3 separate regions of the Mus musculus genome follow, and all the other regions are linked to region 1. Evidence: chromatin contacts called from public Hi-C and HiChIP or PLAC-seq data. All regions are on one chromosome and are shown on one strand. Each heading gives the region's core, a stretch centred on a gene start, on an enhancer-like site or on the middle of the called end of the contact. The rest is flanking DNA. Distances are from core to core; before and after follow the strand shown. Region 1 has its middle 73 kb from the start of Fat1. Region 2 has its middle 61 kb from the start of Gm30397. Region 3 has its middle 21 kb from the start of Gm30397.

Region 1 (2,918 bases), core at 172-2,671:
ATGCACTTACAGACTTGGGGGACCCAGGAAACATGCAGAAGACATAAGCTATACCATAGACATCTCATAATTCAACAGTCCTTGGGAGGGAAGACAGACATGCAAATCATTTTATTTCAACTCATTAAGTACTGCAGTAAAGGTGCTTTTAAGATCCCGAGGTGTAATTACTGGGGAATGGCCAACTGTGGCTGCAGGAACCAGGAAATGCCTCCTGGATGAGACTAGTAATCACAGCGATCCCACTGCACTTTGCACCATTGTTTAAGGTGTGAGCCTGTCTAATACCGGATGACTTAATCATCTTTATCCCTGCTGCTCCCCTTGGGAAGATGAAGGCAGATGAAGTGACAACAGCTTTAGCCACCTCCTGCCCAGGGCCTGTTGCCCAACCTTAGTTTGTTAAGTTTCTCTACAGTTCCTTGGGTTACAAAAGGCAACACTCATGCTTAGGATGAGCATGTACACAGGATGCTAGCATTCCGAGAGGGCTGGTTAGACTTAGGCGAGTTTGCAGAAATGTAAAAGAGAGTATGCTTCCCCACGGGCGCAGAGAATTCTTTTCACTCCCTCTGAGTCTAGATGTGTGTCCAAGACTTATGAAAGGAAACGGACTCATTGGAACCACGTGGACGTGTGTTTCTTGCTAGAGTTGGAATCTGAAGGCTGTGTGTGTGTGTCTCTCTGTGTGTGTGTGTGTGTGTGTGTGTGTGTGTCTGTGTGTCTGTGTGTCCCCATCCATCCTGGCCTTTCCCTGGAACTTCTGCTCACACAGCCTATACATTTCTTAGGGTATACTGCTTCTTGAATTAGTGTTTTGGAAATATAATGCTCATACAGATGAATCTTATTCTGGACCTACCAAGGGGCGATGCTCTCACACGTGGTTTGTTGGCTACTGGGACAGGCCCAGGGATGAGCATCCTCTTCAGCCTTGGGAAGCCCTCTTTGAAGTCAGTGGGCACTATGCCTGTTTTAGGTGGAAAGACAGAAAAATGTTTGCCAGCTACCTTTAGAAGAGTTGGTTACACTTCTCTGGATGGCCACACAAGAAGGAGCCAGCCCCCACTCCCCACTCTCTACCCCCAACCCTGGGTTTCACTTGCTCTCTGCAATCACCTTCATGCCAAAGTGCAGGAAGGAGTTTTGCTAGGGTTTGCCTGTCCGTGCAATCTGACACCTCCCAGTGGCTTGCTGGGACTGGGTTCCAGCTGGATTTTTTTCTCTCCGGTCTCACATTTATCATGGCCTCATTTGGCCTTCAATTCATCTTTCAGTACATTCTCAATCTTTGTCCTTAATATAAATTGTTTATTTTCCTCCAAAAAAGGAGAGAATGCCACCCTCCTTTGCCCTGTCTGTGCCTGTCCCCTTTCCGACTCAGCTTCAAGTGCTGAAGACAGGGTTGTTGCTACACGCCTTGCTTGAGTCACAGACCGCAGAATTTAACATGGTATGCTAACTGCTGCAGCCACTCAGGACATGAAGGGCATTGGCGAGATTCCTTTAATTAAGAAGAACAAACAAAAAGAGAAACAACATATCTTTTAAATTCAATTATCTGACTTCAGAATTTTTCCATTCATTAAAGGCAAACAGAAGTACTTTCAAAAAAAAAATCTCTAATTCCAATTTTTATGTCTTATTTACCCTGGCTCATGTTTGACGCCTAGAGCAATACTATGTCAACTGTCAACTCTTCAATGTTTCTTTGAGATATTGGTAATTTTTAACCATTGAAACAAAGTATCCTTTGCTTTTTCTGTATTTTGATTCGTTTGAAAATGTAAGTGTAAGCATCAAAGGCACACAGATTTTTTTTCCCGTTCTTTGTTCTTTCTCATTCCGTACCTACTCGGTGACATGTGAGTTCTGATTTGTTGCTGTTATTTTCTGTTTCTTTTTGAGACAGGGTCATGCCATTTAGCCCAGACAGAACTCCAACTTACAATCCTCCTGCTTCAGCCTCCTGGGTGTGGGGATTCCAAGCAAGGCACATGATGCTAAAGACATTCATTAAGCATCCACTTTTCTTGGAAAGCTCAGGACAACTTTTTTTTTTTTTTTAATTTTCCTGTTGTTATGAAATGTGTTAAATTACATCCTTCAGAAGACAATGCCATCTTCTTTTCCAACTTCCCCAATGGTTCTCAACCTTCCTAATGCTGTGACCCTTTAATTCAGTTCCTCTCGTTGTGGTGACCCTCAACCATAAAATTATTTTGTTGCTATTTACTAGCTGTAATTTTGTTATAGGTATGGATTGTAATGCAAATATCTGACATGCAGGATATCTGATATGCGACCCCCCCAAAGGGGTCGGACGCACAGGTTGAGAATTGCTTTCTGTGGCCTCAAATCTCTCTCCCTCTATCCCGCATCCATATATTAAAATCCCACCATATATATCATAGTTATAGAAGGGGGAACACCTTGCAGGTGACTAGGGCATGATAGGAGGACCCCCCAGAACTGAAATGCTGCTCTTCCAAATGACAATCTGACCACGATACCACAGACCTTGTAGCAACCTGAGAAATGTATTTCTAGCTATTGTCAGCACGTGCCTCAGTGGCTGCTGTTTGTGGTATGGCATCCTAGGCTGACTGCAACAAAAACTGATTCTACCAGAGCTTCAGCCAGGACCTCAATATCTGTCCTATATTAGCGCTTCATGTGGTCCTAACGCTCTACTTCAGTTAACACAAGTGACATCACCCTCTACGCAGGTGTGCCAATATTGGGAAAATTTCACATGTAGAGGAGATTTTTTTAAAAAAATTATACCCAGAGGCCCTTGGAGAATGGTCTGGTATGAACTAAGGCAGATGTTTGAGGTCAGAAAAGACACTGCTACTGGGACACTTGATATATTCCAGAATGCACCTCAACCATCACCTACCATTGTCTCCACTGAC
Region 2 (2,918 bases), core at 123-2,622, 170 kb after region 1:
GGGTTGCAGCAAAGTTATTTGAAAGCTGCTGTTTTAGAAACTGTGAAGCAACCTGAGGCTTGGATGGTGATCAAGGAAACCAGTAATACGGAAGAGCTCAACCAGATCACAGCTTGACAGACCCATGTGTCATGGGCATCTATGAAACCCTAGTTTCAATTGTTCATGTAATTGGAAGACAAGTTATAGGAAATAACATATAAATGCTCACGTCTAATTTGATTTATTTCCCTCTTAATTACAGAAACATCTACTGCATATTCCCTGAGTGTTAGGACCTATACTGGATGCTGGGAGATAATAGTGTAAAAGTCAGTTACTATTTTCCCTCATGGAACCCAAGGCATTTCCTAATAAAATGCCCACAGTTCTACTGAGTAGCAGCTTCTTGAATCCCGTCATCTCTAGCTGCCACCCCTTCCCAATGAAAAGGCTAATAAACAGAAACTGGTCAAATAGCAACTAGAAGGGAAAAAAAATGACAACTGAGACTGAATGTATTTGAGGCCATAAGGCAAGTAACAGAACATCATATATATATTTAACTTCTTACATTGGAGGTTCTATCTCTGCGTGAAGAATCTATGTGAGTATTGCTGCTATGACTGTTGTCAGTGAACATCCTAGATGTTCCTTCCTCAGAAGGAAGAAAGCCCCTTCCCTCTCTTGATGCCGATGAAGATTTTTTAAGTCCTCTTTGGAAGGAAAGTCACACACCAAGTGATTTCTTTCCCCTTTTCTGTTAATCTCAGCTCTCACTCAGTTGCCAGCTCCTGGACTTGCTAGACTGTAGCATTTAAAGACCTCTAAGTAGCGTCCCTTCTGAATCCCCAGGCAGAAGCGTTGTATGTTTAGTTAACCTTTAAAGAAAGGAATTCCATATACCCAGCATTTCCAGGGAGAAAAGAAGGTCATGCCAGGGTCTCTGCAAGCTTTTCCCAAATCTGTTTACACTGGAAACTGACAATATCCGATATCTTTCCTTCCTTCCTGCTGTGTGAGGTACTGAAAAGCATCCCCTGTAGTTTGAGCATTTAAACTTAAACTATTTATACTGCCTCATGTATACAACACTCTTCCCTAACAAGTCCCACGGAAGGGCCTGATACCCTCTAAACTGTTTTCTACACTGCCCCCTCCTTTTCTTAAATATCTTATAATTTAACTTAAAAATCATTCCGCATTGCTTCAGGAAGTCTTCTTTTAAACATGATTATATACTTTGAGAATGGAGATGCTCTTTTTTTTTTTTTTAAACTAAGTTTTAGTATGTAATGGTTGTTCCTCTTCTTCCTGGTTGCATATTTTTGGTGACACATCCATAGCAACGTGGCTCTATTTATAAGCAAACAGAAGGAGAAACATGGACTTTGGCTAACCTGGGTGGACAAAGCACACCCTGAATGCAATCGTAATTGTGCCCACAATGGGGACGCGCTCCAAAGTCGATTGGATTTTCCACATAATCTGTTCTGTGGGAGGAAATTCATCAGCTGCCACAACACATCATGATTTGAACTGGATATTTTAATTCATAAAATAAAATTTAATTTAATAAAAAATAAGAATCTGAGCTCCCATTCTGTTTCTAGTTGCTGGGTGCTAGACTGTAGCATTTAAAGTTCTCCGAATGGAGTCCTTTCGAGTGGAGTCCCTTCTGAATCCCTGCCAGGAAACATCGTATGTTTACCAAGAACTAAAGCAAGGGAACAATTCACCTGTTTTTCTGAGGGAGAAATATTCCACATGACTTGACATGGAAATTCCTTACTCAGTTAAGACATTTTATTTAAAGTCAGCTTTTTAAAAAAATAAGTGAAAATTAGAATAAGGTTGAGTTCTGTAGACGATCTGAGTCAACTCACTAATCAGTTCAACAGATTTATACTGGGGACTTCCTGTGCTTGATACGGAGAGGTCAAAGGATACTATCTTTAGCCAGTGGGGCAGATATTTACACAAATAACGCAGAGGCAATATATAGTAAAGCCTACATTACCAGAGGAAGTTATATTGGGTGAGACATGGTCAGAGGCACAGAGAACTGCCTGTTTCTAGATGGTATGGTACTGGGGAGTGTACAAGAAGACAGAATACTCCTGAGGTTAAAGGCACAGTTTCAACCACTGGGCAGGGAGAAGGACGAGGATTCCTCATTGAGTGGTCAGGCGAGTGGATGCTCGTTCTCTGTTTCCTACTCAATATGGAAAGAGAGATCTCTGCGGAACCCAAAGAAGTCTGGGAAAGGATTCTTGAGTATGTTTCAGTTGTCTGCTGTTGTCGGGTGAATCATCTCAGATGTTATGATTCACCATTGGCCAATCTGGCCTCTACTGATATGTCTTCCTCTTTGTTCAATGCTGAGATTCCCTAAAGGGGTCAGAAGACAGTCCAGGCAGGTCTAAGTTGGTCCTGCCTACTTACCCAATCATGAGTAAGTGGCTCAAAAGAAAAATCTTCTCTTTTCTCTAACAGAGACTTGTTCTTATTTGGGCACTGCTGCAGATAGAACTAGATTGTTTGTAATGATGATTCAGGGAGTGAAGCTACAGATAACATTAATTCTGACAGATTCTTCGTGTTGGTTGATATAGGGAATGCTCCAGGATCCAGGGTATCTGAAATTATGTATAGACGTCCATCCACAGGTGTGGAGAAGCCTAACACATAGGGGTGGTTTCTAACAGTATACCCTACTCTCCTAAGATCAAAAGAAAGGGGCTGGGGTGGGCATCATTTTGGGAATATTCTACAAGTGAGAGGAGGGGCTTAAAGAAGCTCAGTTTGGAGGTTAGTTATTGTGACTAGAAGAAGGTCTTTCCTTATAGAACTAAGTCAGTATGAGGAATCTACATGAACTGGGATGCCGTTCAAAAAATAAACAAGAGACAACAACAAAAACCCAGAAGATAAGGCCA
Region 3 (2,918 bases), core at 175-2,674, 130 kb after region 1:
CATTGTGGGTTCTTGGGATCTAGAGGCCCCACCCTTGTGTATCACATGCTTTTGCCTGCTGAACTATCTTGCCAGTCTCCCACCCCCACCCCTACCCCCAGTCTTCTTTATTTTTCAGACAGGATTTTACTATGTATCCTGGGCTAACTTTGATCTTGTCACCCTCCCTTCTCAGTCCTTCGACCCTAGTTGCTGAGATTATAGGCATACGCATACCCTGTTCCAGCTCACCATCCCTATGAATCTGAAGAAGTCTTTGAAGGAGGGACAGCTCCGTTTTCAAAGAATTATACAGCTCTAGTTGCCAGAGTAAGACTTGGGAATGATCCAAGTAGCCCGCCCTTCCTGGCAACTAACTGAACTCTAGGCTTGGAAGTCACTGCCACCATAGGACAGGGCATTCATTAGCTATACTTCAGAAACCCCAGGGGAAGTTGCTACATGGTTCTGGAGAGACATCTACCATGAGCACACTCTATTTTTTCTTGTCTTTCTTTTTGACAGGGGCAGGAATCGGGCCCAGAGCTTCCAAAGGAACCAAGTGTCCCCCTCTCCTTTTCCTAGAGTGTCACAAGCAACAAACGTCTTGTCTCATAAAAGTTTCAGCCTTAAGAGGAAATCAGACTAAATAACAATACCTCCCCCAAATACTGAAGAATCTGGCGTGGTTTGTAATAAATATGACTGGGCTTTATAGCCTGCTTCACGTTCATCTCTCTATTGAAGCTGTGGTAGAAACCTTGTTGTGGGGAAAGGTGCTGTGGAAAATGCGTCCTTGAAAACGGAGCCAGTAAAAGGGAAGCGAATGTGTGGAAAGTGAGTGGGTTGACAGGGATTCATCATAGGATAAAAGGCACTGCAGGCTGACTCAGTCAAGTGCAGCAAAGAAGACAATGGGTTGGGGGGTGGGGTGGGCTGGGGACCTGAGTGCTAGGCATTGCAGAGCTGCAACTTCATAGTGAACACTGCTCCTCTCCCCCCCCCCCCCCATTAACTCACATACACACAGTGTAAAGGTTTTACTCTTTGGGCTAAAACCTAATAAAGCTATTAAGTGATTGCCAAGCAGGGTAAAATTCTAGCGTTTGCTTTAGCAAGCTGGGAAAACAACAGATGGTAGAAAGTTTGCTTATCCTGCTTGCAAGCCTGTTGAAGAGAGACAGCAAAGCCGGCGTTTGGTTTTCAAGGAGTGTTGTTCTGAGCAGCTTGGATTCCGTTTTAAATGGCGGTTCGAATTTTGTGATGAATTCAACAATCTATCTGTGCATTTGCCCCCCATCCTGCAGCATCAGAACAAGTCGTGTGTTACTTTTCCAGGTTGAAAACACCCGAGATTCTGAAAGAGGACGGACTCCAAGGCCTTGTTGGTGGTGTATCTGCTGTGTTTCTGCCTCACTTCTAAGTTTAAGGGGAGCCGACTGTTTCCTTTTCTTTTTCTTTCCATGATCTCACTCACCATTCCGGACTACCATTTCCCAGACTTGCTGACCAGAAGAGCAAGTGGGCGGGGATCCACCCAATCAACTGCACCTCCCATCATTTGTTTCCTCAAGAGAGCAGAGCTTTTCTGTCCTCAAAGCATCTCTTACACTCCCTTCCTCCTAACATCAAGTCCCAATCTGTTCCAGGCTGGAGTTCTTGCTCCCCCCCAAGCCCCCCCCCCGCCCTAGTATCTTAAACCGGTCCCCCACCTATTATCTGCACAGACGTTGCCTCCCTGTTCCCAAATACCCGACATAACAACTTAGGGGGCAGGGAGACTTATCTTGACTTCAGATGGCTCAGTCCTTGGGCAGATCATCAGGGCTACAGGAATGTGTGACAGAGGAGCTTCATCCTGTCATAGCCAACAGGAAGCAAGCAGGTGTTGTGACCAGAAGGAGATACAGGTAACATACATCCCAAAGGTCACAAGCCCAGGGATTTCCTCAATCTAGGCAGGTTTCAACTCCTAATGCCCCCACAACATTCTCAGCAGCTCTACCAGCTAGAGACCAGAGTGTCAATCCATGAGCTTGTGGGTGAATTTGACTTTCAATTCTGACTCATGAGAAGTCTGTGTTCCTCCGACATAACCTGTTGGATGTCTTGTTCATTCCTACGGCCCTTCCTAGAAGGACTTCCCTCATCCTTCAACATGGAATTTTCTGCCCCAGTCTCCCACAGAATAGGCCATATTAGTAAATTCCCTGCAGGATTTGTCATTTCTGGCTGATGCCGCAGGTGCTGGTGTATGTCCCTTCCCTTCCCTTAATGCTGGCAGCTCCTGGCTGGCCATGAAGGAAAGGCTAATTGGGAGATGATAATAGAGGAGTTGCAGGATGAACAATAGAAATGAAGAACACCACAACAAGATATCTCACTCACATGTCATTGCTACACACACACACACACACACACACACACACACACACACACGTTCTAAATCTCAAATGTTCCATACTACATAATGCTCAGCTAGTTCTACTGTATATGATCTCATAGAGCGGGACCTTAGCTAGATATGTAGAAAATTACATGTTAAAAATACCTAGTAAATTCTCCAAAGGGTTCTATGTAATTTCTACTATGAGGGAAAAGAATGGAAGAACATAAAACCTGATTTGGTTTCAGAGCCATGCACTTAGACATTTAAAGGCTGAAAGGACGCTATGTCATCTACTTACATTCGTAGAGGAAACTGAAAAAAAAAAAACCCACCCCTACTCTGTCTCAATATTTATTTATGCAAATGAGACATGAGTTACAAGGATGTAGAGGTGAACCTTGATTTATGACAACACCAGAGAAATGCCTAAAAATAAGTATATCTCAGGATGACTCAGAGTGCAGTAAGGGGATTTCCAGTGATTTAGTAATAAACATAGCAGCCAAATTCCATTTATTTTCTCAGCAAATATTCCCAAGGAACAGCACAA

Evidence for each region. A called contact is a pair of places that touch in the nucleus more often than the background predicts. HiChIP or PLAC-seq counts read pairs in DNA pulled down with a chosen protein or histone mark.
Region 2: a contact with region 1 is called in an HNF4G HiChIP or PLAC-seq map of pancreatic cancer cells. The contact joins two enhancer-like sites. A contact is called at or near these places in 2 of 484 Hi-C or Micro-C datasets (adipose-derived mesenchymal stem cells and myocytes) and 1 of 115 datasets of contacts at active chromatin or transcription factors (pancreatic cancer cells).
Region 3: a contact with region 1 is called in a Hi-C map of pancreatic cancer cells. The contact joins two enhancer-like sites. A contact is called at or near these places in 3 of 484 Hi-C or Micro-C datasets (embryonic stem cells, monocyte-dendritic cell progenitors and pancreatic cancer cells).

Annotation. Positions count from the first base shown.
Region 1 is chr8:44,875,749-44,878,666 of GRCm38.p6, reverse strand. No RefSeq gene overlaps it. Among named protein-coding and RNA genes, the nearest start is that of Fat1, 73 kb to the left of the region's middle. Within about 2 kb of position 1,421, at least 34 of the 459 cell types and tissues checked have an H3K27ac peak or open chromatin away from gene starts, as enhancers often do. A contact at or near this core is called in pancreatic cancer cells, where this site is marked.
Region 2 is chr8:44,703,530-44,706,447 of GRCm38.p6, reverse strand. No RefSeq gene overlaps it. Among named protein-coding and RNA genes, the nearest start is that of Gm30397, 61 kb to the left of the region's middle. Within about 2 kb of position 1,372, at least 16 of the 459 cell types and tissues checked have an H3K27ac peak or open chromatin away from gene starts, as enhancers often do. A contact at or near this core is called in pancreatic cancer cells, where this site is marked.
Region 3 is chr8:44,743,412-44,746,329 of GRCm38.p6, reverse strand. No RefSeq gene overlaps it. Among named protein-coding and RNA genes, the nearest start is that of Gm30397, 21 kb to the left of the region's middle. Within about 2 kb of position 1,424, at least 29 of the 459 cell types and tissues checked have an H3K27ac peak or open chromatin away from gene starts, as enhancers often do. A contact at or near this core is called in pancreatic cancer cells, where this site is marked.